Regions from separate parts of the Mus musculus genome. Here regions 1, 2, 3, 5, 6 and 7 are each linked to region 4. Evidence: chromatin contacts called from public HiChIP or PLAC-seq and promoter capture Hi-C data. All regions are on one chromosome and are shown on one strand. Each heading gives the region's core, a stretch centred on a gene start, on an enhancer-like site or on the middle of the called end of the contact. The rest is flanking DNA. Distances are from core to core; before and after follow the strand shown. Region 1 overlaps Iqsec1 (IQ motif and Sec7 domain 1). Region 2 has its middle 61 kb from the start of Iqsec1. Region 3 overlaps Iqsec1 (IQ motif and Sec7 domain 1). Region 4 holds the start of Hdac11 (histone deacetylase 11). Region 5 overlaps Iqsec1 (IQ motif and Sec7 domain 1). Region 6 holds the start of 4930471M09Rik (RIKEN cDNA 4930471M09 gene). Region 7 overlaps Iqsec1 (IQ motif and Sec7 domain 1).

Evidence for each region. Promoter capture Hi-C pulls out the DNA fragments that hold promoters and counts their contacts. HiChIP or PLAC-seq counts read pairs in DNA pulled down with a chosen protein or histone mark.
Region 1: a contact with region 4 is called in a promoter capture Hi-C map of pre-B cells, with 4 times the contacts expected there. The contact joins the enhancer-like site here to the promoter of Hdac11 in region 4. A contact is called at or near these places in 19 of 39 promoter capture datasets (the 3T3-L1 cell line, the C10 cell line, cranial neural crest and 11 more), 3 of 15 datasets of contacts at CTCF or cohesin (the NIH/3T3 cell line, embryonic stem cells and pro-B cells), 43 of 484 Hi-C or Micro-C datasets (3T3-L1-derived adipocytes, the AML12 cell line, B cells and 25 more), 20 of 115 datasets of contacts at active chromatin or transcription factors (the NIH/3T3 cell line, SST interneurons, astrocytes and 15 more) and 3 of 9 other capture datasets (embryonic stem cells, embryonic tail and embryonic trunk).
Region 2: a promoter capture Hi-C map of hippocampal neurons shows a contact between it and region 4, with 4 times the contacts expected there. The contact joins the enhancer-like site here to the promoter of Hdac11 in region 4. A contact is called at or near these places in 4 of 39 promoter capture datasets (the HPC-7 cell line, cranial neural crest, hippocampal neurons and 1 more), 2 of 484 Hi-C or Micro-C datasets (cerebral cortex and cortical neurons), 1 of 115 datasets of contacts at active chromatin or transcription factors (large pre-B cells) and 2 of 9 other capture datasets (embryonic stem cells and embryonic trunk).
Region 3: a contact with region 4 is called in a promoter capture Hi-C map of embryonic stem cells, with 3 times the contacts expected there. The contact joins the enhancer-like site here to the promoter of Hdac11 in region 4. A contact is called at or near these places in 7 of 39 promoter capture datasets (the C10 cell line, cranial neural crest, embryonic stem cells and 2 more), 1 of 484 Hi-C or Micro-C datasets (cerebral cortex), 2 of 115 datasets of contacts at active chromatin or transcription factors (SST interneurons and pancreatic cancer cells) and 1 of 9 other capture datasets (liver).
Region 5: a contact with region 4 is called in an H3K27ac HiChIP or PLAC-seq map of the NIH/3T3 cell line, with 3 times the contacts expected there. The contact joins the enhancer-like site here to the promoter of Hdac11 in region 4. A contact is called at or near these places in 8 of 39 promoter capture datasets (cranial neural crest, embryonic stem cells, liver and 4 more), 2 of 484 Hi-C or Micro-C datasets (liver and neural progenitor cells), 5 of 115 datasets of contacts at active chromatin or transcription factors (the NIH/3T3 cell line, embryonic basal ganglia, embryonic midbrain and 2 more) and 2 of 9 other capture datasets (embryonic stem cells and embryonic tail).
Region 6: a promoter capture Hi-C map of embryonic stem cells shows a contact between it and region 4, with 23 read pairs. The contact joins the promoter of 4930471M09Rik here to the promoter of Hdac11 in region 4. A contact is called at or near these places in 4 of 39 promoter capture datasets (cranial neural crest, embryonic stem cells and neural stem cells), 4 of 484 Hi-C or Micro-C datasets (the N1E-115 cell line, cochlea, embryonic retina and 1 more), 6 of 115 datasets of contacts at active chromatin or transcription factors (the NIH/3T3 cell line, SST interneurons, embryonic basal ganglia and 3 more) and 2 of 9 other capture datasets (adipose tissue and embryonic tail).
Region 7: a promoter capture Hi-C map of liver shows a contact between it and region 4. The contact joins the enhancer-like site here to the promoter of Hdac11 in region 4. A contact is called at or near these places in 9 of 39 promoter capture datasets (the 3T3-L1 cell line, the C10 cell line, cranial neural crest and 6 more) and 1 of 115 datasets of contacts at active chromatin or transcription factors (SST interneurons).

What each region holds. Positions count from the first base shown.
Region 1 is chr6:90,738,531-90,742,403 of GRCm38.p6, reverse strand. The region is part of intron 1 of Iqsec1 (IQ motif and Sec7 domain 1); the gene reads left to right. Among named protein-coding and RNA genes, the nearest start is that of Iqsec1, 70 kb to the left of the region's middle. Within about 2 kb of position 1,488, at least 108 of the 459 cell types and tissues checked have an H3K27ac peak or open chromatin away from gene starts, as enhancers often do. A contact at or near this core is called in the AML12 cell line, B cells, ECoMG myeloid progenitors and 5 more, where this site is marked.
Region 2 is chr6:90,869,057-90,873,239 of GRCm38.p6, reverse strand. It overlaps a transcript of Iqsec1 not described here. Among named protein-coding and RNA genes, the nearest start is that of Iqsec1, 61 kb to the right of the region's middle. Within about 2 kb of position 1,414, at least 15 of the 459 cell types and tissues checked have an H3K27ac peak or open chromatin away from gene starts, as enhancers often do. A contact at or near this core is called in cortical neurons and hippocampal neurons, where this site is marked.
Region 3 is chr6:90,659,044-90,663,006 of GRCm38.p6, reverse strand. Iqsec1 (IQ motif and Sec7 domain 1) reads left to right here. Exons shown (of 14, transcript NM_001134384.1): 14 at 52-3,409. The coding sequence ends at 552. Among named protein-coding and RNA genes, the nearest start is that of Slc41a3, 56 kb to the right of the region's middle. Within about 2 kb of position 1,951, at least 28 of the 459 cell types and tissues checked have an H3K27ac peak or open chromatin away from gene starts, as enhancers often do. A contact at or near this core is called in embryonic stem cells, where this site is marked.
Region 4 is chr6:91,154,977-91,159,080 of GRCm38.p6, reverse strand. Hdac11 (histone deacetylase 11) reads right to left here and starts at 2,266. Exons shown (of 10, transcript NM_144919.2): 1 at 2,234-2,266; 2 at 1,536-1,684. The coding sequence starts at 2,235.
Region 5 is chr6:90,766,470-90,770,235 of GRCm38.p6, reverse strand. All of the region lies in intron 1 of Iqsec1 (IQ motif and Sec7 domain 1), which reads left to right. Among named protein-coding and RNA genes, the nearest start is that of Iqsec1, 42 kb to the left of the region's middle. Within about 2 kb of position 2,180, at least 10 of the 459 cell types and tissues checked have an H3K27ac peak or open chromatin away from gene starts, as enhancers often do. A contact at or near this core is called in the NIH/3T3 cell line, where this site is marked.
Region 6 is chr6:91,438,369-91,442,715 of GRCm38.p6, reverse strand. 4930471M09Rik (RIKEN cDNA 4930471M09 gene) reads left to right here and starts at 1,862. Exons shown (of 3, transcript NR_045980.1): 1 at 1,862-2,355. 1810044D09Rik (RIKEN cDNA 1810044D09 gene) reads right to left here and starts at 1,729. Exons shown (of 2, transcript NR_038153.1): 1 at 1,558-1,729; 2 at 961-1,274.
Region 7 is chr6:90,682,637-90,686,798 of GRCm38.p6, reverse strand. The region is part of intron 3 of Iqsec1 (IQ motif and Sec7 domain 1); the gene reads left to right. Among named protein-coding and RNA genes, the nearest start is that of Slc41a3, 80 kb to the right of the region's middle. Within about 2 kb of position 2,833, at least 24 of the 459 cell types and tissues checked have an H3K27ac peak or open chromatin away from gene starts, as enhancers often do. A contact at or near this core is called in embryonic stem cells and liver, where this site is marked.

The sequences.
Region 1 (3,873 bases), core at 239-2,738, 420 kb after region 4:
CCTAGCATGTAAGAGGCCCTGAGTCTAGCTCAGAACCCTCCGTCATAGTCTTGTTACCCTTGGTCTGAACACATGCCTATCACAGGACCCTCCAGTGTGTCGGGGCTAAACATTGGAAGTGATGCTTCAAGTGGGGCTTCACAGACCACATTCTTACATTTGAAAATCCCATGGCAGAGAGCTAGCTGGAAGGTAGAGGTTCAGACTAGGGAAGGGAAGTGTCCCACACCATGGTATGCACTGTGCTCCAAATTAACAGAGAGGCCAAAGAGTGATTTAAAAAAAAAGAACCTAGTTAGGAAAGCCCCTGACCTGCTACTGTCCTCTGTGGGTGTATGTGGGGACACCATCTAGGAGCTCTGTGAGGACAGCGTGTAGGTACCAAGTAACAGAAAGTCCTGCGTGCTGCAAGCACATGGCCATGTCTGCCCCCTTGCCCTCCATCCAGGTGCTGCTTCTCGCCCTACCTCAGCAGCGCCTCCTCTCCCCAGCATAGCAGCCCCTTGGCCTGACTCCTGCTGCAGCCGCAAGCCCTGCACCCTTGCCCCAACTTCACTGCTGCCCTCTCTAAGGCTAGGTTTGCAGGGTTTGTGCAGGATGAATAGGGTGCTTTCCTAGCCCCAGAGCCCTTTATCATATGTGCAGACCCTCAGCTAGTCAGTGTGGCTGCCTAGCTCCTGTTATTGGTAGCTATCATCTGCAGACCTTCTGCCCAAATCTGTGTCCTAGAAGTACTGGGCACAGTAGGGGCCCAGAAAATGATGTGTAGAGGAGATGATACCTTTGGAAATGGATCTAATGGGTTTGGACACAGCTAACAAACATTTAGGAAGTTGTGTGCATGTTCCAGAAGCTAACAGTATGTCACCATTGTGCAGTCTCTGCCTTTATTGGTGAAGTTGTATGTGTGGTTGTATGTTTATAGGTTATTTGCATTTTTGTTCTCTGAGCTACTTATGTGAACTGGACTTGAAAACTTTTTGAATCGTAGTTTCTATTGTTGATCTGAAGACTTCTTTGCATATGGAATAAAGCAGAAGACTACAAAGGTCAAACACATGGTGGCATGGCATAGCAGTGTGTGCTCAAAGCCATTAAGTTTAGCCTGACTGTCGAAAAGCTGCTGGAGATGGGGCTGGGTGAGGAACCTCTTTATCTCAAGAGCACAGGGAGCTATAGAGGAGTTCTGAGCAGGAGTGGGATAGGATAGAGTCGATTTTTGAAAATTGCTCTACATACGGGACAATACTGGCTAGAAGAAGGAGCTAAAAGGGTAGACTGGGGCTGGAAAGTACAGGCCATGACTGGTTGCAGAGTGCCTTGTTTTAACTACAGGAAGAAGGCACAGACATGCTTGCTGATGATGGAAAGGTGAGAGGGAGGGGGCGGGAGATGAGGGATGGGATGGCTTCTGCTACACACACTTCCTGTGCTGCTAGCATCTGCACTGTTGTGAGTTACACTATTTTGTTTCTTGCGGTTTTTCTCTCATCCGTTCCCCTACTTCCTCTGTACATAGAAGGAGCAGAGCAAGAGAGGATCCAGGCTAGGTCATTCTCTGGGTGAGTAGGTTTGATTGCCCAACATGAGGCTCTGCCCCAATCATCTCAGACCCACATGGTATCTACAGATTGGTCATCTGTCCCATGCCACAGGACTGACCTCCAACCCAGACAGATGACAGAGCTGTTGCCAGGGTAACCCCAGACAGGAAACATGAAATAAGTATTTCCAGGCAGGATATGGACATGGGAAAAACAGATAGGAGTGTCCCTGAGGGAGCTGGGGGGATCTCAAAAATCACTTGGGTCCCTTGACCCTTAGCTCTGCTGTTCTCATCTCCTCAGGGGCTCTTTCAACACCCAGTTAGCTCCTCTGCTGAGAAGGTTCTGACTGGCAATGTGAGGTGGGCATTTGTCTTATGCTTCCTGCTCACTTGGTAGAGGAAACTATAGGGTTCAGAAGGGGCACCCTCCATACTGAGGTCACAGGCAGTCATCCTAAGCCTGTGTCACAGCAGGCCTAGGCACCGTACCTCCCAACATCAGAAATTGCTATTTTCCTTGTAAATTTTTACATTGATTTTATGTGTATCAGTGTTTGCTTACATGTATATATGTGCACTGTGTGTATGCCTGGCACTCATGGATCTTCTTGGACTGGAGTTAGGACGGTTGTGAGCCCCTATGTGGGTGCTATGAATTGACCCCATATCCTCTTCAAGAGCACTGAGTTGTCTTTCCAGCCCCAGAATTTTATCATTTGCAAACAGATTAAAAACAAACAAACAAACAAACAAACAAACAGCAGGAATATATCCAAGTCAGGTGTAGTAGTGCATGCCTTTAATCCCAGTACTTGGGAGGCATAGGCAGGCAGATCTCTGAGTTTGAGAACAGCCAGGGCTACACAGAGGATAACAAGCAAAACAAAACAGTAATGCAGATATATAGTGAGATATATACTTATACATATATGTGTGTACATACATATATACATACACACACACACACAGGTGTAAGTAGAATGTTTCAGTGGAAGGCCAGTCTTCCTCTTTTCTGTTCCCAGCTCTCCTTGCCCTTTCCAGGGTGTTTCTGTGCCTTCCCTGGCTCATCCTTGTCAGAGGTAGTATATTCAGGGACCAGCAGATCTTCGGTGCCCGCCCCCCTTACCTCCAAAGGTACAAATACTTAATATTAGCACACAGGCCAGCCCTCCAGTACTGTAACCACTATCTTGTTTTGGCTTATAGTTGTAGAGATTTCAGTCCGTGGTTGCTTGGCACCATGGAAGCACAGCCCATCATGGCAAGCTCAGGAGGCAGAAGCAGTTACTAGTCAAGGCCTGAGAAAGAAGAAACAAAGAGTAGAGAGGTTCAGCCACCTTCCAATACTGCCACCCTAGAGGCCAAAGCTTTTTCACACAGACCTTGGGGGTGCAAGGGATATTTAAGATTCCAACAAACCCATCATGAACTGAAAATGTTTGGTGAAAAATTAATTCAATATATCTGCTGACTGACTCCCCAGCTGGGCAGCACCCGTTGTATAGAGCAGGCTGGTGTCCCGTCCCCAGATCCCCGTGGGACACCTGTTCACTGCCTCATCCCAACATCTTGGAAGATGGTCAGACTGCATCTCACTAGCTCAGGGAAAGATCAGAACTCAAGTCTGGAGTGTGTTCACCCACATATCACTGAGTGCATGACACCATTGTAAAGTGAGGGAAACGTAAGTGGAAACATAGCTTGGGGACTGAATGTACTTGCCTTTGTGAGACACAAAGACAAGCAAAGGATAAATGTGGGTGCTGAAAACCAAACTTGGGTCTTCTGTAAGAACAGCAAGTGTTCTTAACCACTGAGCCATTTCCACCCCCCAATTAGGAATTTTTTTTTAAAGCAAGTGAGTTGAATTGTGTTTTGATTGCATTTCTCTAATGTGCATTTAATTACAAGCAGGAGTCCTGAGCAGCTTTCATAGCCTTGGCTGTTTTCTAATGGGTTAGTCATCCTATCGATTGGAAGGAGCACTTTCTGTGTTAGGGAAATTAACTTTTTTCTCATTTTCCTCATTAACTTGTGCTATGTGCGGCAGACATTGTTTCAGGGTGCCATTTGTCTTTTTTACCTTGTTTGTGGTATTCTGATTCCATTTATATGGTCTAATTTGATATAGTTCAATACATCAACATTTGCTTTCTTGGCTTCTGGGAATGAAGCTTCTGCACGGTGCCCTTTGCACACCTTCCATACATCAGTGCAGCCGACCTGCTCAGCAGCCTTGAAGGAGGCAGGATGGGGGTTCCATCAGTTCCAGCTTATAGCTCCTATGAGGCTCGGAGAGGTGATAGGATCTGGCTGAGGTCACACAG
Region 2 (4,183 bases), core at 165-2,664, 280 kb after region 4:
AGTTCTAGAGTATGTGCAGTGTAGTTTTTTCTCCTTGTTAAGGCTGCTAGTTTCCTCTTGTGCTTAAACTGTGGCTAGTTTAGGACCAGACGTTTCTACACTGTCACTGTTGCGGCTGGGCTGGGCATAATGTTTAGGATGTTTGGTTCAGTACAGATTTTCACTACTTGACTATCACATGGGTACATCTCCATGGGGCAGGGAATGCAGGGAGTTTTCTGTCCCTTCCCAACCCACCTAATAAACATGGTGTACTGTCTGCAGTGGGAACAGTGACTGGGCCAAAGGGAGGGGCAGAGCTGAGTAGGAGCTCTGTATCTCAGTGCCTCTGCCTCTGTCAGCTCTCAGCTCAGGAGTCAGGGAAGCAAAAGAGTCATAGAGACCATTATGATCGGGAGGAGGCAATTTAAGAGCCTGTGGGCTCTGAACCCTTTGGGCAGCTGATGGACTTCTAGGTCTTCCGGTGATAACTAAGATGGCTGGTGTGTGGTTCTAGGTCCAGCTTGGTGGAACTGGGGTGTCAGTGTTGAAGGGTTTTCCAGGTACCCTGAAGATGAGACATGGAGGGCAGAGTGACTATCTCCTGAGTAGATAAGCAGCAACTAGGGGAGAGAGTCTGTGTGAAATGAAAGGACTGTTTCTAGAGCCCCGATCCATCATCCATCAGGAAGCAGAGACACATCAAGAAGGGCTGAAGGGAGAGTCCTAAAAGAACTGTGTGTAGTGCTGAGGGGATTAGCCTGGGACACACCATACACTGTCCAGGCTGATAACAGTGGGAGCTGGATATCAAAGAGGGGAGACATCCTGGGTGGTAGAGACTGGGTGGAGATGGAAGGAAGGATCAGATGGGTGACTAGAACAACTTGATGAGACAATCAGTGAAGCAGCCAAAGTGGCCCTACTATGCGAGGAACAAGGGGGAAGGAAAGCTCAGAAGGAACAAGTGGTTAAGGAGATGGCAGGGTGTAGAGAGCCTGTATATCTGTAGCTCCCTTTTCACAAGAAAGGACAGATGTGAGATAATACAGGAGGTGGAAAGAAATAAAGACACTAGTAAAATGACCTCTTTGGCAGCTAGGATCAGGAGCCCCTTTGGCGTCTACCTAGTGATCATCCTGCATGAACAGTATTCTATACTATTCATTCAAACAGTTAGCTAAAAATAAAGTGGCCTAAAGAGGAAGGAATTTTTGACTACGGTGTTGGGACTGATTGGTGTCTAGGGTGTGGGCTTCTCCCATGGACAGTGAGTGGACTGTATACGATCTGCTCAGATTGCCTGTTACTTAAGGCAGATGCAACGGATGCCAAGAGATAACTGTCTTTGCTCAGAGTGAAGGTCACATACCCATAGCCAGGACACCTCACTCTGTCTAGGGCTCTACTCCGGAGGGGGTACTCTTCCTGAATTCCCATGACGCAAGCTGCCGCCTTCTGGCAGATTCTCTAAGCCTCTTTAGCAGAGAGCTGTTTTGGGCATGAGCGTGTTTGGAAATTCATGTGCACCACTTTTCCCCAGGCAAAAACGTTGCAAGATCAGATGTATTCATTTTCCACAAATGAAATGACTCATTTTTTTTTTCTGAACAATTTTGCAAACGCAGGACTTTGGTCATTGTTCCTGAGACCATGTGTCTACTTTTGATTCCATTTAGAGAGAGCTCTGGAGGCCCTGAATTTGAATCCTCTAATGATGTTTTAGTGGAGGGAGGGCAGCTTGGGAGAAGAGAGGGTTGTAGGATTTGGATTCTAGAGGAATGGAGAGATGCAGGCAGGCAGGAAAGAGGGCCGCCGAGGCTGTTTAAAATGCAAACACTTTGCACAGGTCAACCTTGCACCCTTTCTTTTACTGGCTGCTTGTCAATCCTTTGAAATGAACTTTGCTGTCTGTGCTCAGGAAGAGGACTAAATAATATTCAATGAGGGATGTGCCTCATCTGCACAGCCTACCTAACATATTGCACAGCCCACCCCACCCTTCAGACATCTGTGATTGCTCTGTTCCTTCAGCTCAAGGAAGTTAAGGGCAATGAATGTCACATAGCTCATCTCAAACATTGCAGCCTTCTAGTGCAGAACATGCATGTCTCACTGTAAAGCCTTTGCATGGTACAGGGGCCCATTGTGCTTGCTGAAAATTCAGACTCTGAGGGCCAGGGACCCAGAAATTTGTATTAACGAACTCCTGCATAATTGAATGGCTGCATCTGTTCATCACAGGCATTGTCCAGGGTTGAACATGTGCCTACTTCTTAAGTATGAGCTCATGGGTATGTGGAAAATTTGCTGCTGATGGTTAGGAAAATACTGAATAAGGAGGTTCCATGAAGCTTGTCCCTCTAGTTTGGGCCTCTGAACTGTGACATGTTTTCTAAAGGGAGCATCAAGCAACTCAGGGTTGGAAACAGGAGCTGGAGGACTACTCATCTGAGCAGTGAGTGGGCATTTCTTGGAGAAGCTGAGCTTTGTGTTAGTGAAAACAATTGGACTTTTGGTGAGCATGTCTCTTGCTTCATCTGAGATGGCCTGTTAAATTATCTGGGCCCTTTTCTTCACCTCTATACACCAGATGAGAATATATTCTTCATTTCCTCATAAGGCCAATATGAAAACTGACAGATGTGGTAGGAGAGTTTGCCATGACAGGTAAAGAGAGCCATGCTTTTGGCTTTGGAGACCAGAGAGAAACAGGCTGGGGATTTTTCTGTAGCTTTGCCCATAGTAACCAAATGAAGACTGAGCCAGTGGCCTTGAGATGAATGTAAGTCAGTTTCCATGCAGTGACAAGTACCCGAGAAACATACTTTAGAGGTAGGAAAAATTTGGTTTGGTTTGTGGTTTCAGAGGCTATAATCCGTGGTATATGACCTCATTGTTTTGGGCCTCTGACAAAACAGAACATTAAGGCAGTTCTTTAATGTTAGATAGGATAGGGAGGGAAACATAGCATTCAGGGACCTGCTGGAGTAACATACTTCCTCCAGCTTGGTCCCACCTCCTAAGTTTCCACCACCTCTCAATAGCCTGTTAATTACGAATTTATAAATGGATTAATCCATCAATGAGGTCACAGCCCTTATGATCTAATCACCTTCTGTCTTAGGCTTTCTATTGCTGTGATAATGCTATGACCACAGACGAGTGGGGGAGGAAATGGCTTATTTGGTTTACACTTCCACATCATAGTTTATCCTGAAGGAAGTCAGGACAGGAACTCAAACAGGCAGGAACCTGGAAGCAGGAGCTGATGCAGAGGACATCGAGGAGTACTGCTTACTGGCATGCTCCCCATAGCTTACTCATCCTGCTTTCTTATAGAGCCCAGAACTACCAACCCAGAGTGGCACCGCCCACAGTGTGCTGCCCCCCTCATCAATCAGTATCTAAGAAATGCTTTACAGTTTTGCCTACAGCCCAATCTTATAGAGGCATTTTTTTACATTGAAGTTTCTTTCTCTCAGATGACTTTAACTTGTGTCAAATTGACATAAAGTTATCCCTTATATCTTCCAAAGGTTCCATCTTGGAACCCTGAGTGTTATGTTGAGACCAAACCTGTAACATAAAAGCTCTCAGGATGCATTTTGGACAGAAACTATCACACAGTGTGCACAGACATGGCTTAGCATTATATGGAATCAGTATAAGCACTGGGGTCAGATGATTCTGAATTTATATCTGTTCTTCTTGAAACTTCTTTGTCTACTTGGATCTGACACTGAAGAAACTCAGAGATCACGCTAAATTAGGAGTCTTTATTGAGCACATACTGTGTTCACGCCTTATTCTCACTAAGGCCGTGGATCTAGTACATGTATGTGCTCCATGAGAATGTGGGAGTAAGGATTCCATCCTCAAGGCCCGTGGACCAACTAAGGCAAACAGACAGACAGACAACCAGCCAACCAACCAACCAACCAACCAAACAAACAAACAAAAAAGTGGAGGTGTGGGTAGCACATAGTATGAGTCACATTCAGTGTCTGTGTTACTTTCTCCTTTTCCTTTCCCTACTAGTCTTTGCTGGCACAACTCTTTGAATATCCGAGCAGGGTTTGAGGGAACCCCTGTTGTCTTGAACAGAAAGTGCTAGAGTCCCAGCTGCAGAGTTTCCATTTTTCTCTCCACTGTGCATCCTACACTCCTTCTGTAATCCTGATTGAAGTTTCTGGGGATATTC
Region 3 (3,963 bases), core at 702-3,201, 500 kb after region 4:
GTGTGCTTTGAGATCTTTTTTAATTTTGGTTTCTATGAATTTCCTTTTTAGGGCTCCATCATTAGCAGTCCTCACATGCGCCGGAGAGCGACCTCAACACGAGAGTGCCCATCTCGCCCCCCCCAGCCCGTGCCTAACTCCTCCTCTCTCCTGGGTTCTTTGTTTGGGAGCAGGAGAGGGAAGCCCCCTCCCCAGGCCCACCCACCCTCAGCCCCTCCCCCAGCACCCCCTCACGCCCATCACCCTGGGCCCTCAGAAGGCCCACTGCATGGACATCATGCACAGTACTGCCATGCACAGCAGAATCCTCCGCCCTATCACCACCACCACCACTACCACCCACCCCCCCACCTGCAGCACACCCACCAGTACCACCATGGCCCACACGGCGGGCACCCCCCGTATGGGGCCCATGCACACAGCCACCCGCCTCTGCCCACAGCTCACCCTGGTCATGCAGGGCACTCAGCGCATCATCATGGGCAGCCCCCTGCCCCACCGCCCCCCACCAGCAGCAAGGCCAAGCCCAGCGGCATCAGCACAGTTGTGTAGACAGCCCAGGCAGCTGCCTCCCACACACCAGGCACACAGAGGCCTACTAGGCACCAGCCTCAGACCAGCCCAGGGCACCGCTATTGCCACTCCCTCTGCCCTCATAGCCTGGGTGGGCCTGTGGGCTTGCCTTCCATGGAGCAGAGCTCCCTCTCTGGCTTAGCCCTGGCACCCAGTCCTCCCTTGGCCCAAGGCTGGACCTCAGCCACCACTGGCCTTGACATGGCGCTGACCAAGGAGAAGTGGAACTGCCTCTCACCCTGTCAGCCCTCAGCCCCTCACTCTACACACATCTGAAAACTCATCCTAGCAAAGAAAACATAAGATAGAAAAGTCAGACAAAGCAGAACCAACCCCCAGACTGGCTGTGTTATTGTTTTGTTATTGGCAGTGGGCAAAATAATAATATAATAATAAGTAGACCTGATAAGGGTGATGAAATACGTAAGTAAACTTTATATAATATAAATATATAAATATATAAATATATATATATACATACTGTATAGGTAGTGTTTGTGTGTGAAAGATAAGCATTTCATCCACAAAGCTAGCACTAGGGACCTCCTAAGGACTGCCACTTAGGTGGCAGGAAGTCAATCTAGATACATGTGTGAGTAGACCAAAAAACCCTGCTAGAACAAACCCAGATCCTTCCATATTTTCATACAAAGAGACTCTCTAGCCTGGCTGAAACCTTACACGCTCATGACTCACTGTGCCAAGTAACACAGCACCTGACTGTCTAATACCCCACTCTGCTCTGTATAGCCCCCTATTTTATTAACAGAGTACTATTCTAAGTAACCAGTATTATAACTGCTGTTATCTCCAGTAAGCAACTAGGCAAAGTGCAGTCAACTCTACCCTAGTACTTGGGGCAACCAGTCTAGAGCTGGCTGTCTCAGGACCTCAGCCCCACAGATCCCTAGACACTTTATACTGGCTGCCATAACTTTGATCTCCCACGCTCTACATTCCTTCCCTCTGTACATGGTGAGCCACGCTCCCCCTCCCCCACAGTCCTCCCAGGGCCCACGTGGCAGAGGGGTTCCACCCCAACACAACGACCACTCATCTTCCATAACTTCCTCATCCAGTTCCCAGCCCCAGCAGGCGGGTGGCGTGAGCGCTGGGCGGCCCAGGGCGGTGTGTGTGTCCCGTGTTGTGTTCTGAGTGGCAACAGCAATCACTGTAATTCCATGCAGCCATGTGCTCGTGACCCCTGTGTCATCATTGCACCTGGCCAATGAGTGCTTGGCCCTGGCCAGGTGAAGCCCCCACTGCCTCTCATGGTCCAGTGAGCTGCCAGGCCTCACATGCCCCAGCTGTGTTCTTGTCGCTTCCATGTGTGACACCATGCACTCCCCTGGGGCCACGTGCTGCCCATGTTCCTGTGCCTGAGTCACCCACGGGCTGTACTTTACAGTTTCAGCCCTTCCAGCCACCACAGCCTCCAGTGCTGTGCTCCTAAGCCTAGGACCCGAGGACTGCCTGTGGCCTCTGCCTGCGCGGAGGCCCTTTCAGATTGGAAGGAGTTGCCGCCTGACCGTGGGCTGCGTCTAGGACCTTGTGAGCCACCGGGGCCTGCCCAACCACAAGAGAGATCAGGAGCCTTCTGGCCCATCACCACTCTGCTGGCCTGCTTGGGTCACCCATTTCCCTCCCCTTCGTGTCACCATCGTCGAGGTCACGTACCAGCAGATCTGCAAACTGAGCACTTTGTATCTGTGCAGAGAGCAAATCCTGCAACATGGAGGTCAGCCTTCTGTCTCACGGTGGCTGGACCCGCCCGCCCCATCCTCTGTCAGCATGGCTCATCTTTCTCTTGTCATCTACGCAGAAAGAGAACTGATCACCATAGTGTATCTGACTGGGGCCAGCTGGCGAGGAGCTGCCCGCTTCACAGTGCCCCGAGTTCCTTGCTTATGCTCCACGTACTGTCTGTCCTCAGTTAAAGAACACTGTCTGACAAGGAAGGGGGACTGTGCTGCATGTGACCTGGCACCAGTCGTGTGGGGCTGTGCTCTCTGTATTGTACATTTACAAAATACACCAGTGTTACTGTTGGCAAATAGTTGGAGTGGTAACATTAAATATGCCGGCTTTTTTTTTTTTCACTCTCTCTGAGCTAGTGGTAAGTCAACCATGAACTTGAGATTGTTCTGAAAAAGACATGGCTGTTAGGTACACTCTCACTCTTTTTAAAGGGACACTTAGGAACAAACTCAAAGGAAGGCCCAGTTTATCTGGTAGGGTGGAGTGGGGCCTCCCTCTCTCCACAGTGTCCTGTATTCTCCTGGCTAGCCAGGGCTCTGGGCTCCTCCCATGTTATCTTTCATGTGTCCTAGAGACAAGCCGAGGATAGTGGGTGAGTTCTAGGGACCAGGCTTCTAAGCATACTCAGTCTTTCTCTGAGTTCCTAATTCAATATGTTATCGGATCAGGATAATGAGAGCTTGTGATCCTGTGTTGTTTTACAGACAGGGACCTGTCTTCATAGGATGTGCCTGGGCCTGCAAGTCACACAGCAGAACTAGCTTGGAAAGCATAGGCTTTTTTTTTTTTTTTTTTTTTTTTTTTACTGATGTCCCTTGTTGCCTGTTATTCAGCTATGGCATTGAGGCACTGAGTGTCTACACTTCTATTTACCACTGTCAGGATACACTTAGGGCCTTCACTAATGACCCGAGTTATTCTGGTCATCTGTGGAACTGGTGACAGATGGAATACCTTAGGGGAGGCAGCTGGTAACATCACAAAGGGCTTTGCAGGGACAAGAGTGAAGTTGTGGATTTGTATTTTTTGAAGCTCCCAAGTGAGTTGTAATGTGAAAATAAAGTTCAGCCTAATGTGCCATCATTGTCCCCAGCCGCCTGATGTGGAGCATGCTCTCTAGCACATTTTAAAGCCTCCGTGTTTTTTTTTTTTTAAAGGGTTAAGCATCAGGGTTTGCATCTGTGCTGTTCAAAGACTTGAGAGCCACCCTGTTGTTTTGTGATGGGGGAGGTGGGTGACTGCCATCTGCACTGTGAGGAAGACCCAGCCAAAGTATCACTGAGCCCAGGGTCCTGTGGGAGATCCCATAAATCCTGAACCTCACGTAGTGTTACTTTTCCAGGTCATTCTACTCTGGTCAGCAGGGCGTGGTCTCCAGAAGATGTGACCAGGCTTGTCCTGTCTGGACACAGCTTCCCCAAAGACCCCTAAGGAACTCTTGAAGGTGCTGCGGAGAGACTTAAATGAGGGGCCAGGAGTATTCAGCAATGTCCATCATGTCTGTGTCAGCAAATGCTGAGGCTTGGGGCTCTCTCACTGAGCTAGAGGGGAAGTGGCTAATAGGAAATACCAGGGGCTGAGAGCAACATACCGGGAAAAGAATAAGAAAAACCCAGCTAGCTCAGTCCTGAA
Region 4 (4,104 bases), core at 1,017-3,516:
AGCCTCTGGCAGCCCCTCAGCACACAGTGAACTTGTGGGTATGCTGAGAATGGCTGTCTCCCTAGGCCAGTGTGGCCAGCGGTTAGGCCCTCTCTGTCCAAGGGGGTTGAACCTGAAACACACAGCAGTCTCCATATTTTCTGTGCTGCTGACAGCCACCAGATGAACTCAGGTACAACTGGATGACTTCCAGAAGCAAACAGCACAAAGAACAGCAATGTTCTCAAGGTAGAAAAAGCTCTTCAGAGCAACTCTCCCTCCACAGGTGGCTCAGGATGGTGTGGCCTTTCTCGGCCTGAACCAAAGGAGAGCAGTGGCTCACAGGCAGCAGAAGCCAGAACTGAACAACTGCTGTTTTCAGAGCCTTGTCTTCCTGCTGCGACCTTCTATTTATGGCAAGTGAAAGTGCCTTTCCCCATTTTGATGACATGGGTTTCCTTTTTAAAACAAAGTTAAGTTTTAAAAATTCCCAAAGCTCATTTAAAAATATGCAGTAAGTGTAGGAGTAGGTGGTATAGGGGGCATCGGGGTGTCTGAGTGGCTTGCAGAGTCTGGTTTCTGTATAGGGATGCCAAAGATTCATTTCATTTTTACAAAAGAAATTGAGGCTGAGAGCAGACATCCCCCCACAGGATGGTGAGACTGGGCCATGATGCTCTGGTTCTAGAGAAATCACAACCTAGGGTCTATTTTCAATGAGTCATGCTCAGAAACCAACGGGTCCCATCCACATCTATACGCAGGTCCAGGCAGGGGCTCCCTCCCACAGCCTCCCATGGCCTCCGACACCTCCAGACTCAGCCACGGTGCCCAAGGAGCCTGCCCTGTGGTCCTGCCTCCCGTCCTTCCTCATCCTCAGAGGCGCAGGAGTAAGAGGGGCTGGCGCTCACTCCCAGCTGAGGGGGATGAAGAACCCTTCTGTTGTGCCACTGAAAGAGGCAGGAGCCCAGATGGGGGCAGAGGGCACCAGCAGGAAACCATTTGTGCAGTCAACAGACGTGCAAGGCTAGCATCCCAGCCTTATACCAACACCACACATCACCTGTGTGCTTTCTAGTCCATGACTTCCTTTGGATGTTCAGGCAGGTCCCTACAGCGGAGGGGGAAGCTGTACCACCTGCCGTAGATAGGAGGTCCCCCGAGGAATGAAAACAAACCCAACAGAAACAGCTATGTTATTAATGTCTAATTTGATCCTATTTTTTGCACGATGCAGACCTGGGAGCTTGCTCTAGATTTTTAGGAAGGGAGATAGGGATCTAACTGGAGGGAATACAAGACAGGTCCCATCTTGCTTAGTAGCCTGCCTGGAAAGACCCTTTAACAGCAAGGCAGAAGGCAGTAGGCAGTCTGGGGGCTGAAATCAGGTAAGGATGGAATGAACACAGGGATGGAGGAGGCAGATGTAGGTCTGAGGGGGTGATGAGGATAGGGAGAAGGAAAAAATGGAGAAGGTCGATGCAGGTCTGAGGAGGTAGTATGGATAGGGAAATGGAGGAGACACGTGCTAGTCTGGGGGGGGGGGCGGCTCTTACCTTTCAGGAAGTTGATCACCTTGCCCCATTTCCCAGCATCAAAGGGGTGCAGCTTCTCCAGGCCCATGAAGGTGATGTTGTAACGTGGTGAGTACACGATGGGCCAGCGTTTCTCTGGTACATGCTGGTACAGCTGTGTTGCGTGAGGCCTTCAACGTGCAAAAGAGACACACATATGGACAACAGCCTCCTTGTGGAAAGCAGTGTTCCCCTCCCCACTCACACCAGGTCACTTAACAACCAACAGGAATGAAAACAGCTCCTTCCTGAACCCTGGCTGGCTTTGATTAAATCAGCTTCCAACACAGTCCTAACAGCGGCTCTGGGGACCAGGTGTGCCCAAGGTCACATGCCAGTGCCAGGTGTATTCAGGAGTACTGGTGCCAAGGCCCAAGGCCTGCACGGGGGAAGGCGGGGTGTATGGTGTAGGGGCTGGAATGTGGCTGTCTCACGAGTTAGCTCACACATCTGTGAAGCTGGGAACAAAATGCGCTGGGGCGGGGGGAGGGGAGGTGAGTAGACCGCGACTGCAGGAGGCTGTGCCCTCCTCGCAGCCCTGCAGCCCACCGCGGTGCCCTGCAAAGGGGAGAACCACCGTTCGTCCGCACGGTCACCCAGCCCGCCCCCAGCTGTCCCGCCGTGCCCATGGGAATCCCCAGAACCCATGCTTGGCCCCACGCGCGACCCCGCACACTCACATCCCGCAGCCGGCCCTGCCTGCTCTGGACGCCACTCCGCACCGGGAGGGGTGGGAGGGGTGCAAGAGGCAGGGCCTACGCAGAACACACGCCTCCATGGCGCTGGGAGCTGGAGGTGGAGCTCTGGCCTGCAGCTGCGTCACAGACGACCGGACCGGCGCCGGCCAAGGAGAAGCACCCAATGGAGTGCCGCCTGGAGGGCGTGGTCATGCGCAGCTCCGCCCGCATTCCCAGGGTAGAAATAATCAGACACTTGGTTAGGTGATGTGACCACGGGCTTCTCTGCACTATGTGGTGGTCTGTTCTGGGCATACCAGCCCAGCTATATGTTCTTTCCTGCGGTGCATCCCTGCATTCCTGTACCATCTGTGGCTATTTCACCATGGTATAAACAGTCCCCCACTTATAAAATGCCTTGAACCTGTTTCCCTATTGTAGAACAGGTCTGGTGATCCTATTTTTAGGGTCCAGTCGTGAATATCTGAACGTATCTCCTGTCTCCATTCCCCCTACACCCTGACCCTGGAAGCTGACCGACAGCTGGGGCCCCAACAATGGAGGCCAGAAGAAGAGACAATAGGCCCCTGTTGACCCAGCTGTCTTCATCAACCAAACAGAAGCAGCTGACCAGAGAAGCAGCCAGGAACTAATATGGCAGCTGGGAGCCCAGGGGCCACAGGGTCATGTGAAGGGAATGGGCAACGTTTTTTTTTTTTTTGTTGTTGTTGTTTTGTTTTGTTAGGGCATGAGGTAGCATGTCACAGTGAAGATCAAAAGTCAGCTCTGGTCAGACAAGTTTTTCCCTCCACCTTTGTGTAGGTTCTAAGGATTGAACTCGAACTCTCTGGCATGAACACCAACAATATGTATCTGCCAGCCAAGTCTGATCGTTGTCTGACAGTTTGGAAGAATGCCTCTGATGTGCCTACTGCTAGGTAATTTTCAGAAAACAGGACATAAATTCTGAAAGATGCTGAGAAAAACTGCCCCTAGGAGTGTGAGCTCAGTCAGGAGTTACTGCCCCAGCCATGGGTAGTGGGGCTGACCCAGAGGAGACACTGCCTTCAGTTCAGAGGACAAAAGGCAATTTCTTGTTCTTAGTGGTTTGGGAGCGTTCCCATATCATGTGGCCTAGCCTATGTGTTAGGAGTTACAGACTTTGAACCATCGTAGATAAGACAGTGGCATTATGATTTAAAGTTGCTATAGACTTGGGCAGTTAGAAGAAATAGCATTTGCTTATTACAAACCGGGAGGGGAGTCTTCCTGATTCCTTTGGTATAATGAAGTTTGAGCCTATATTCAGCCCAGCCTGGGCTATCTGCCAGCACCCTGGTCTTGGAAGGTTGAATCTGTTTGCTGGGCTTTCAGCGCTAGGAGATGATGTTGACTGTGTACCTTCTGGGGAAGCTGAGAGACTCCAAAGATAACATCAGCTCTTACTGAGTGCCTGTCATTAAGACAGAGCTAAGCCAGTCCCCAGAGCCTCATTCACAATGAACTCTAAACACCCTGGAAGGCAAGTTTTATACAAGAGAAACTGAGGCAGAAAGGAAGAAAGAAAGAAAGAAAGAAAGAAAGAAAGAAAGAAAGAAAGGAAGGAAGGTGAAATCACTTGCCCAAATATTAGGGGTGTGAATAAGTGTGCAAAACTTAGGACAAAAACACACAGAGAGACACAAACATATTAGACTGCCAGAGAGGCTGGTCTCATCTCGGGGGACTTGTTCTGAGGCTTAGGAAGCTGCACACGTGAACGTCAGGCTGGGAGAAGGAGTCAGAGCACGCAGCTAGGAGCTGAGGCCCAAGAGAGCAGATTTAGTCTGAGAGTGTGAACTAAGTTTGGTTTCTGTGGCTAAGGAGAAGGGAGG
Region 5 (3,766 bases), core at 931-3,430, 390 kb after region 4:
CCCCCCTTGATCCTTAAATGTTGCCACCTACCTTCAGCACATCCCACCTTCAGGATTGGCAGATCATCTTCCATAAACGTCCTTTACTCTGTCTTTCAGTGTGGCTAGCTCCAGCCAACAGGAGAGAGCCCAGTCTCTCCTGAGCCTCAGCCAGCTGGCCTGAATAAGTATGTGTGTGTGTGTGTGTGTGTGTGTGTGTGTGTGTGTGTGTGTGTGTGTGTGTATGTGTGTGTAACAGAGAATTGGATGGGAGAAACAGAAGGCAGGGGTGCCAGAAAGGAGATAAAGTCCTAGGAAGGATGCAGCAGCCCTCTTAGGGAATTGCACATACATAAGTACAGACAGACAGACAGACAGACAGACAGACAGACACACACACACACACACACACACACACTCCTAAAGTTGGTTCCTGTTTGGGTCCTTTGACTTGTATGTCCCATGGAGTCATTCTAGGGGCCAAAGAATTTAGATCTCTCAGCTCAGATCAGGACCAGAAGAGTGGTTTTTCTCTCTTACCTGTGTGTGGGCTGTGGAGTGCTGGCAACAAGACAGGTTAGGGCAGACACCGAGAAAGACTTCTATGGTGTCTAGAAAGCCATTTTGCATAGTGGCTATTTTAGAGCCAAATTTTTAGGCTCAATCTTAGATGTACTATTTGAATAACCTGTGCATGTGTCCAGACCTCTTTACACCATAGTCTCTGTGCTCTATAGCAAAGTAGTAGAGCCAATTTTAGCATGGACTGTGACACATGAGCTTATGGCACAGAACACTGGCTACAGTGAGCAAGGAGAGAGTTCTCACAGGGAGAGAGGCTTCACTGTTACCACTGGCATGGCCAGGATTCAATTCCTTGGAGTTTCAAAGAGCTGCATGGGTAGGGAGGGGCAGGCTTTAGAGTCTGAATTCCCTAATTCACCTTAAGAAGGATGTTCATGCCTCAGTTCCTTTTATTGCCTTGGTTCCCACAAGGTCCCTGGATTCATCTTTCTCCTTGTTTTGTGGGTGAAGATCCAGTGGAGAAGAGGCTCTGAGGATCTCGTGGCTGTATAGCTCAGCAGCATGACAGGATCAAGGTCTCAGACCCAGGACTCTGCCAGCAACTACATCTGCAGCGTCCTTGCTATATGACCGTGGGCAAGTCAAAGTACCTCTCTGAGCCTCTCTTCTTCCACACCTAGCAGAGAAAAGTTGGGCTAGGGCTTGTGTTGCTTAGGATGCCTTATTTCCCTTTACAGAAGATAGAGAGAACCAGAGGAGATATAGCTCTTGTTTCCCCTGGTGGCTCATGCCTACCAGGTTCCAGCTGCTGGTGTGTCCAGTTGGTCCTGGTCTCTGGTTCTGTCCTGACACCAGGTAGAGGTTCTGTTACCAAGTTACTAAGTGACCATGGCCCAGGATTCGCTCCCTCAGATGCTCATGGCTGTCTGTGCCGTCCCCCCTCCTCCCAGTAACAAAACTCCATCTGACCATGTAATTGTCCTCAAACTTCCTGCCTGTCTGGCCCCTGGGAACAGCTGGAAAATAGCCTACCCAGATGGTGCATAGGCCCTGGCTTCAGACCCCACCCTGGATCCATGCTAGGCAGGTCATGTCCCCTCTCTGGATTTCAGTGTCCTCACTGGCAAAATGAAAGACAGAGGGATCAAGTGAGAGAACTGCTCATTCATTAATTCATCTGTTCCTTACTCATTAGTCACTGCTCTAGGCTACCTGCTGTGCTGGGACAAGAAGACCTGGAGCAGAACCCCCTCTTTACCCTCAGCAATCTCAGCCCAGCATTTTCAGTTGTGCAGTGGCACAGAAGGGCCTCCAGGCATTCTATAGAGCTGGAACTATCAGAGATGGCTTCCTAGTGGGGTGGCATGGGGATGGCACCCAGGTCTTAAAGGACAAGAAACTGCAGAGAATTCAGGTGATCAGCTTAGATGTTTATTATCTCACTATGGGCTCACTAGACCTGTGAATTGAAATGAGGGTTTATTGTCTACACCTAAAACTCACCTCTAAGCAGGATGCTTACCCATCATCTTCCTGGCTTGGTTTCTTCCTACTAATGTGTATGATCCCTGAGCCAAAACCTGCCCTTAAGAGGCTCAGTTCCTAGTGGTGACCATCCCTCAGGGAACAAATGGAATGTTTTCTGTGCCTGGGTGGTGGTAAGCCCACAGGCCATGTGAGTCAGGGTTGAGGGTGAGGACAGCTCTCCACAGAGTTTCCATGCAGACCTGCCCTCCTTCCCTGTCTCGCACTGTGTTGTGACTCCTTATGCCTCTTTGGAGGATGGAGGGAGCACTCCTTCCAGAGTACCACCCACCCTCAATCTTCAATCACCTGTAAAAACTGATTCTCATGGAGCACACTCCATCCCAGCCCACATTGCCCTGGACCATAACAGTGAGAGGTTACCTCACATCCCAAAGGTCACTCAGTTCTATATTGCTCTCTGTGGTCCTGTGACCAGGATGGTGGGATTCCTGCTCCCACACATCAGTGAGGGCAAACTGAGGTGCAGATAGGTGAAGTACCTCAGATATGGACAAGGAAGTCAAAGATGAGTAAAGAGTCTGTCCTGTTCCCAGGGACAAGCTTCTGCAGGGCAGGGGTGGCATCTGTGGTCAAGATATCTTAGTGTGTGCCCTTCAGTTTCCTCCCTAACATGCCTGGGCTAGGGTACCACCTAGTAGAGTACACACAATCCCTGAGTCCCTTTCTCACACTCTGTGTGTGTGTGTGTATGTGTGTGTGTGTGTGTGTGTGTGTGTGTGTGTGTGTGTGTGAGGGTGGGGGGAGAGAAACTGTTACCAACCGTCCAGGCTGAAGAACACAAGGAAGGCAATTATGGAGATGGTCAGGGAACCCAGCATGCCACAGATCATGCTACTGTGTGCTCCCTGTGACAGCTGCTGTACTGCACAGTTCCCTAGCACAGAGAGATAGATGTTTATGGATGCAAAAGGAACTTCTGACCCAGACTGGACAAGAGTAGTGTCCATAGGTTTGTAGTTGGAGTTCAGTGGCAAAGCATGTGCCAGGACCATCCCCAACAAATAGGAAGGAAGAAAGATAGCCCCTCCACAGAGGTATAAAATGTGCTTTTGAGTTTGCCCCTTCTGATCAACCTACTAAGTTCCTCTCTGTCTACAGTCTCAGCCAGACTGCCCCCAGATACTTTTAGCTCCTTAAATAGTGTCCTGCATCCCCTACCCCCCCACCCCCAGCAGCCTTCAGAGAAACTGGGGAGGTAGTGGCCTTGGGAAGCCATGCCCATTCTAGGCCTAGATTACTGGCTATAAAGTGTGCAGATGTGGAACTCATGGTAAGAGGAGAACAAAATATAAAGAAGAATGCAGTGGGACCCAAGCTTCTAAGGGTATTGATGTCAGCCCTCCACAGGATTCTGGCCTCTGGTACCTGACAATATCCTCTGTCTGACTAGCTCTTGGGCACAAAATGCTTCCTGCACTGTCCTGCAGGTAGCTACTCTGGCTGGCATCTGCTACAGAGCAGGTATATAAGGTACAGGTAACTAAGAGCTGTACCCCAGCTAGTGACTAGTATCCATGGTGTTAAGTAAACCCAGGACCAGAGCATCTGTGGCTGAGCTAAGAAGCTAGTAGTCACAGGGAAGTCAAGACTAACATGCAATCCGGGCAACACAGGGCCTCAAATTTGTCAGACACAACTCTTCCTAGCTATGGATACCAACCTGGGGACCGTATGAGACATGGAGTTCTGATAAGGAGGCTGGGAGGAAGCTCAG
Region 6 (4,347 bases), core at 613-3,112, 280 kb before region 4:
TTGCCTACACTTGTGTTGGGGGAGAAGTGAGGTGGTATGTGTGACTGTGGATTCGACTACAGGGCCTGGCTTATGGGAGGCAAAGCTCTACCACTGGGCTGTATCATTAGCTCTTGAGGGTTTGGGTTTTGTTTGTTTTGAGAAAGCGTCTCACTCTAGCCCAGGCTACATGAAAACTTGTGTCCTTTCTGTCTGTCGGTTCCCAGGGCCTCCTGATGGTCTGCATCACTGACCCCCAGGCTGTGAGGATTGAGAGATGCCCAGGAACTTTAGAAACACACATACCTGACTGTGTCCGATATAATGGTATTTTCCAGGGGTGTCCATTCACATCTCGACATCGTGATTGACAGTATGTACAGATGTGTTGGATAATACTCATAGCTCCTGTTATGCCTGTGGGCCCTGAGTTACAGGCTATATACAACTACTTAGGGTGATATTTCACATGGTGATTGTCAAATGGCAGAACTAGTAAAAGTAGGCCTACTTGTTAAAGTAAGTGACTTGTATGGGTATGTTTTGATCATGGTCCCTTCCTTCTCTCTGCTTTCTGTCCACCTTAAGACAAGTCACTCTGCTCACCAGCCACCACGATGGTTTGCCTCATCACAGGACCAGCCATAAGGGAGCTGGAGCCCTTGGACAGAAACCTGAAGCATGAGTCCAGGTGTGATTGTGGGGATTTTGGGAAGAGGGATAGTGGATGTACATCCAGAGGCAGTGAGGTCCCAGATGCCTCCTCTGTAGTGAGGGGGTCAAGCAGAAGAGCTCTCGAACCTGACAGATTTGTGAGCTGTCCTTGCTCAGCAGTCATGAGCACATCTCTGTGCCAAGAACTGAAGGGATAGCTGGAGCCCTCAGGCCACAGGGACTCAGGACACATGTGACTCCTGACAGTTGACCACTAACGTGGTCTGGCAGCCGCATCATTCCCCAGAAAATGAGTGTAGACAAACATCATCCAAACAGTAGTTTAATGTCCCAGGACCTTCCTGACCCTTTCAGCTGCTTCCTGAGATGAACAGGAATCACAGGGTAGAGGAGACACAGCACACTTCACGGGATACCAAAGACAGAGGAGAGAGGTGTGGATAGTCAACCCATGTGAACTCAAGTTGGTCTGGTGTCCCCTGGGTCTGCTCCCTCCCATGCAAGACAGGGAGCCTATGCGTGTGAAGGAGAAACAGCTGCGGCAGCGGGCGATCGCGGCGATCAGGGAGGCACATTCCCGCAGTGACTGACAGTTTTCTGTTTAGCACAGTCCCTGCGCACTGTAAGAAAGCGGAAGAGATGAGGGATCTGAGGATAGCCTCGGGATTAGTAACAAGCAGCAACCACTAGACCTGGCAGTGGATATGTGAACCCCATCACGTGCTACTGATAAGGAAACTAAACAACACCTGGAGTCAAGCCTCCCGCATCAGGAGGAAGACGAACTCGGGGGTGGGGGTGGGGTGCGGCGGGGAGGAGGCTATTTCTGAAGCCTATGAGAGCTGTTTCTGCCATGGCAGAAATATGCCTGCTCGCTTTCCCTTTCCATTTGATACTTAGTACCATGATGTTCCTTGGAAGTTATTTTTCACACATGTTCATCTATTGGGCAGTGTTCCTTTTCCAGATCTCAGGCAGAAGTCAGTGAAACATCTCAGCGTAAAGAGCCGCGGGAGCAGTCAGCACCGAAGGAGGAAGGGTCGGAAGACGGTTCTCAGGGACCAAGGCAAGGAAAGCGGCTCAAACTGATGACGCTACTGGCCAGCGCCTCAGGATGACGTCATGTAACCGCGCCGTCGCCGCTACTGCACTGGAGGCTCCGCCCAGCTTCTCCATTGCTAGCGCTTCAGTCTAGCAGGAAGGTCCCGTGCAGCTACCTTGGCATTCTAGCTGTCGGTTCATATTCGGGTGGAACTGGCCGTTTGAACACTCTTGAGAACTGTATTCTCATATCCGTAGCCCATCACTTGACTTCTAGGTATTCATTTTTTGAGTCTTTGTATATTCTAGACATTAACCCTGTCCTGTTCAGCTAGCAAGGTACTGCACGGTCCAAACTCGCCCTCCCGGGCGACCAGCTCATAATGACCTCCCGCCCTCAGTCTTATCGCTCATTTTTTTGTGGGGTGAGTGAGCAGGCCCCGTAGCACTAACTCCTGGAACCAGAGTATGTGGAACCACATGAGAGTGAGCTCGAAAACTGTAAAACAGTTGGTTTTACATCTATGATACATCTTTTAGTATGTTTAAGAGCTAATCCCATCCATTTGTAATTTTGATTGTAAACTTTGGATAAGATTTTTTCCAGAAGAAACACTGACATTTGCTTTGTGATTGAGTGAGTGTTCGCTGAGAGAACAGGTATTCAGCACGAACTCCTTTTTTTTTTTTAATCAAACATTTAATATCCTTTAAAATTCTTCAAGATATATCAACAGCCTATTTTATGTATAAAGATAAAGGAGGAAAGCAATGTATGTAATTAATGTGAAATTAAGACAACTTTCCTGAATATATATATACTATCTCAAATCAATAATAAAGATGAGTACTGCTTTTTTGCCTGTTAAGGAAAGTCATCTTATTGAAAAAACAAACAGCTGAAACGAAGTTTTCTCATGACACAAATGGACTAATTATACAGGTCTCAAAAATGTTTTAAAAAGTACCCTAAGAAGAAAATTTTCTCATTGGACTACACAGAAGCCATCATCTGTGGTGGGGGTGTATATGGAGGGATGTGTGGCAGCTGTTAGGGCTGGCAGCCTCTCCTGAAAACATCTAGAGATTTAATCTGACTCCTTTCATAACTTGCCCAGGACTGTGCCACGCCTGAAGGAATATAAACTCCTGTACAGCACTTGTTAAGTCATGGACTCAGTGTGGGTGTCCATCATTGGATGAATGGCAAAACAGCACAAACACACAGACCTAACTCCCCAGGGCACACACCCAACCATTCTCTCAGTCTGATTCTAGTATCCTGTCCCTCATATCTATTCTCTAAGACTGATCCCTAGTTTAAGTCAATTGAGGTCTGTTTTATGGTAGTGGTGCCTCTCCTATCTGGTGAGACTCCTGGTACCTCCCGTGAGTTTGCAGTAGACTCAAAGGTCCTCTCCCTATGCATGACAGGAGCCCCCCACCCCATCCATCCTCACATGCAGATTTGGTTTATAGGTGTTATTGGTTGTGTTTCCCATGATTTCCAAATTGTGAATTGTGCAGCTTCCAAACTGCAAGTCAGATCTAAATGTGAACTTAAAAGAAGTCAAAAATAAATTTGGAAAAAGGGGCTGGGTGTGGAGGTCAGTGGTGTAGTGTTTGTCTAGTGCATAGCGAAGCCCTGGATTCTATTCCTGAAAATAAAAGGGACAAAGAAGGAACTGGGGAGGAAGAAATGGAACCAAGTCACCAACCTTGTGGTCTGCAGCAAAAACAAGGTCCACATGTAGATTTGTAACACTAGCTGTGTACCCCGGAAAGAAGAAAGATCTGGTGCCAGTAATTTAAACTTCCTCCTGAGAATATTAGAAATCAAACAGTAAAGTAATAGAAAGAAACCGAGGAAAATCATTTAAAAACTGGAAACAGAATTTCAACAGCGAAAAAATGGGAATCAATTTTAGGTTCCTAAAAGGACAACACATCAAAATGCTGCGAGAGGGATTACCACTGTTGATAACATGACTTTCTAGGAATATGCTTAGAATGCTTCCAAGACTGCTAATAATGGGCCAGCACTGGCTGACCCTTACAGTATTTTATATGTAAACAATAAAAATGCATGTATTCCTTCAAAAATAGCATTTGTTCCAATGTATTGTCTTTTTGTATAGACTAGGACATTTCCTTAAAATACTGAGTGTACAAACTCTAATATTTAAACTGGAAAAAAGTGCGTTCTTTTAGAAAGTTTTGGGAGAAAATTGTCTTAGCTGTTTATTTCTATATTGTTAAGAATTTTCTACTTAATGATTAGATGGCAAATGCAAATAAATAATTAGTACCTATTAAACAGTCATAAGTCAAGTAATATCAGAGGATTCTGTTGGGCAATGTGGAACATAAGATATACATATATATCTTAGTCATAATGTTTTAACAAAAAGTGGCAGTGGGGCAGTATTATTCTCTGGAAGACTTTCAATGAAACTGTATTGATTTTTCTTTTAGAATAGTTAAAGAAAGCATTTGTAAATTAACTGCATTGTATTTTTGCTCTCTTTGTAAACTTTTAATTAAAAGTTAATTGTTAAAGGCTTAGATGAAGCTGATCAATTCCTTCAGGCACTAAAACTACCAGAGGAGAAATAGAGAGTATAATGGAATTATATCACTGGGAAAATTGAA
Region 7 (4,162 bases), core at 1,584-4,083, 470 kb after region 4:
GCACTGCTCTTATCTAGTGGAAATGTTTAATTTTATTTAGTGTGGTCATCAGTGCCTTTGTGTTTGAAATTGCTTTTTCTTTTTATGTTTTGTTTTTTATTCTTCTAACTGTTTTGCCCTGCTGGGGACTGAACGCAGGGCCTTGCAAAGGCTAAGCAAATGTTTACTGCTGAGCCATATACCAACCCTTACTATCAGGTCTAACCATTACATTTTCATATATCTGCTGTGCATGTGTGAGTGTGCAGGTGCTGATACACATGTGTGTACCCATTTATTATGCATGTGAATGCCATCTCCCCAACTCCTCATGTGTCATTGATATTTTAAGACAAGGACCCCTTCATTGTCACACTCTTCATGGATAGTTGTTCCTCATGAATTTTAGACTCGATTCATTGAGAACCTTCTGGGGAAACTGGAGCCACCTCCAGATTGGAGGTGACTTTGAAGAGATAGCTCTTTATACTGCTCGACACAACCTAGAACTGGAAGGCCCAACCTAGAGGTGTGCATTAATTAAAACTAATGAAAATTAACTTGGCTCTCCAGGGGCACTAGCCACATGTGGTTATTGGAAACCAGGATAGGTGCATAGCTGTGAAACAGGCCAGGCCAGTCTAGAGCCCAAAGGGACAGCTGCAGCAGCTCTGGTTCTGAGATCTAGCTGGTGACACTGGCAGGAGCCAGTCAGGTTCCATGTGGGATAGACTCTAAGGCTCTGGCTGGTGCCTGTCTCGCTCCCTAGTAAGCAAGCACTCAGCTTCAGTTTCCTCCTTCACTCAGCCATGATACCAGGTCAGGGTGCCTTGGAGATTCTGTGTTGCTGTAAATTTGCCAGTTAAACAAGCCATAACCTGTTTGCCAGTCTTAGAGCCTTTTGTTCTATTTCTAAGGCTCTTCTATAGATGAGGGAAAGAGCTCTGGATCTCAGTAATGGCTGGTAGCTCCAGGTTTAGTTCACAAAATCCCGGGGCCCCTCCAGGGATAAATCTGAGAGCCCTGGTGGCCTTGTCTGGACTATAACTGCTTTGCCCTAGGCCCTGGAGTTTGAGCCAGGCCTTTACTGGTCCTCAGCAGTCCCAGTACCATGCTTGGTCTCTATCCATAAGATCCAACAACCTCCATTCCCCTCTGACTTTACTACCAGTTTTCTGCCCCCTGCTTGTCTCTTCTACCACTGCTTGGGGTTCTCCTGAAAGTCTCAGGTCTTCTCCCCTTACTACTGCCATCTCTCCAGGCCCTACCCTTGCCTGCACACCTTCTGAGAACCCTCCAGGACACATAGATCCTAATACTTCCCTAACAAGTGAGGTACCTATCTGTCCAGAGCATCCCTCCAGAGGGGTCTGCAGAGGCTTGCATGGTGCCCCACAGTGAGAGAGCCAGAGAAAAAGATGAAACGGGAGTGCTAAGAAAGAGAGGCAAGCTGGGAGGGCCTCTCTAGGGAGCCTATGCCACCTCCTGTTGTCCTGCCCCTGTCCAGGCCCCAGTTGCACATCTGGTAGGCAGCTCTAGGAGACGGCAGGAATCCAGAAACCCCAGGCAGAAGGGGACCAACTATACCACTGATCTACTCCAAGACCTGGAGTGTATTCCCATGTTTGAGCCTTGGCACAATTGAAAAATGGGTGTGGGTCCTTTTTCCCAGGACTTGGACAGAATTCGAGACAAAGGGGCCAAGGCCTGGCCTACAGCTGCCATCCCAGGAGGTTCTATGGGTGGCTGCTGTCAGGATCAGCTCAGTCTTGGAGGTTTTTCTTGGCCCTGTGCAGCTGGCTGTGGGAGAGGTGGGCAAATATTCATGCTCTGTAAGGTCATTTCACAGTCTCATTCTTGTCCTCACTCAGAGCCATCCATAGCTTCTGTTGTCACTGAAGGTTGTAGCGAAATGACAGGAGATCAAAGAGACCAGTGGAGGGAAGTATAGTCACACTTGAAGTCTAAACCAACATGATGTCTAGGAAAGCTGGCCTAGACTTAGAGAAAGCAGGCCTGCCAGAGCTGGAAGTAGACAGCTGGGTGGAACTGTGAGCGGGCTCACTGCTCACTTTCTGCCTGGTTCAGAAAGACCCCTACATTCAGACACAGACAGAAGTGGGTGAGGCAGAGGCAGAAGCCAACACTTTCGCTGCTAGGTCCTTGCAGTATGGACTGACTTTCCATTGTGGTGTCTCGTGGTGGCTCAGGGAGGCTTGGAGGCTTCCTAAAACAACAGAATATGTAAAGGCCTGTCACTGTCTTGCTGGGCACACTGGAGCTGAGAAATTTGACTCTTCTGGCTTCTCATTTTGTTGTCACTAAAGGGAGTAGTTCCCTCCACCAGGAACCCTCCTGATTCCCTATGCAGCTCCTCCTCAGAAGGTCCCAGTCTCTCCAACCATGCAATTGAAACCATACTTTATCCAGGCTGCTGTGGTGTCCCTCTCTGGTTGGTCCTGCTCAGACCTGGCCTGTTCCCTCCTTGCAGTCTGTACAGTTCCCAGGGGCTTGATGGAAGCTCCTAGCTTGAACTTCCTGTTTCATTCTTTCCAGGTGACCCAGTCATTCCTAGGATACAAAGGTCCTTGAGGGGTTAAGTGACTTGCCTCAGGGTCCCCAGCCAGTAAATGGAACTGAGATTTAAGCCCAGGCTTCCTGTTCTCTGGCTCCAGAACCAGAACCCACCCTGCCTCACACACCAATGGGAAAACATGGTTTTGGAGGGTGGGGACTTGGTTGGCCTATGGCAGATAGCCAAAGGGGACTGTGGCACGCCCCTCTGCTTACAGTTCAAAGATCAGACCAGGCCAATGGCTTCCTTCTATAAGGGAAGCTTGAATAGAGGCCACCACATCTACATAGGGCAGGGATTGCCTCCCTCTGGTGTGGGAAGAACGGCAAGGTTGCCCACAGCAGAGGCTATACAGCATTCATATCCAGCAAAATGGCTGTCCTACTGCGTGGAGGCCAGTGTGAGGTAGTCACTCCTGCAGGAAGCCTCTCAGAGGCTGTCATTGAGCCCTGGAGCTACCTCTCATCACAGCCTGTCCCCTCGGTCTACCCACTCCTCAAAGTGGCTTACACTAATCCCTGTTCCTCAGCCACAGGGACTGTGGCTTCCTCTGTTCTGTGACATCCATATAGGGTCAGTCCCTCCTACCCCAGGCTTGGATCACAAGTAGTAGTTGTCAAGGATTATGAGTCTGCCCCCTTTCTGCCTGTATGCCTGACCACCACACACAAGCTTACACAGACACACACACTAGCAGAAACCAAGTTGTCTTGCACCCTGCTGCTCCTCTGTGCAATGACTGGGTGCTAGAGGACCCCTGGCTTGGTAGTAAAGTGCCCTGGCTCTGAGCCCTCAGACTAGCCAAGGAAACCTTCTAGTAACTGGCCCTTACTCATCCTGTTCTAAGCATGCAGGCCTCTATGCCCATTCATCCTGCTATGCGACTACCCTTCCTCTTCCCTCCCCCAGTTCCCAGTGCCAGCCAACCTGGGACAGCCTGTGGGCCCCAGGCTGCAACCTCTCCATGGACCTCTACTTAGAGAGCATCCCTAGGACTTCCCTGGAAAGGCCCTATCTTCTGTACTCACGGGCCTATTCCCACTTAGGCTCCCAGCCCCCTTTGCCATGCCAGCAGCTCACTATGCCTGGCACCTTAACCTCTGAAGTGTATGTGCTCAGGGAGATGCCATAGCCTCACACCCCATAGAACATCCCCACTTCCCTGGGCAGAGGAGCCTGGCTAGGAGTCCTGATATCATGGACCTGTGTGTATGGGAACAGGCAAAGAAGTAAGAGAATGCCAAAGCCGGGCAGTGTATCATGGGTGTGGGGAATGGACCAGATCATCTCGGGCTACTTCATTACCAGCTGTGCCAGGTCACTGCTGTCAAGGGACCAATAAACACTGGTATTTGTTTTGTCCTACTCAGGAGATAGAATAGACCTCTACTGACTGGGATAAGGGAATGTACCTGGTCTCACCATTTTATGGGCACACAGCTGGGTGTACTTGGGCTGGCACCTCACCCCTTAACAGCTCTTAGTGACTGGACAGAGGGAAAGGAAGCCACTGTGATCCAATGGCCAGCCTGGCCCTAGGGGTTCTGCATAGCTCCAAGTGGTCTATGGTGGATCTCCAGAGCAGGACATATACCCTGAGACTCATCT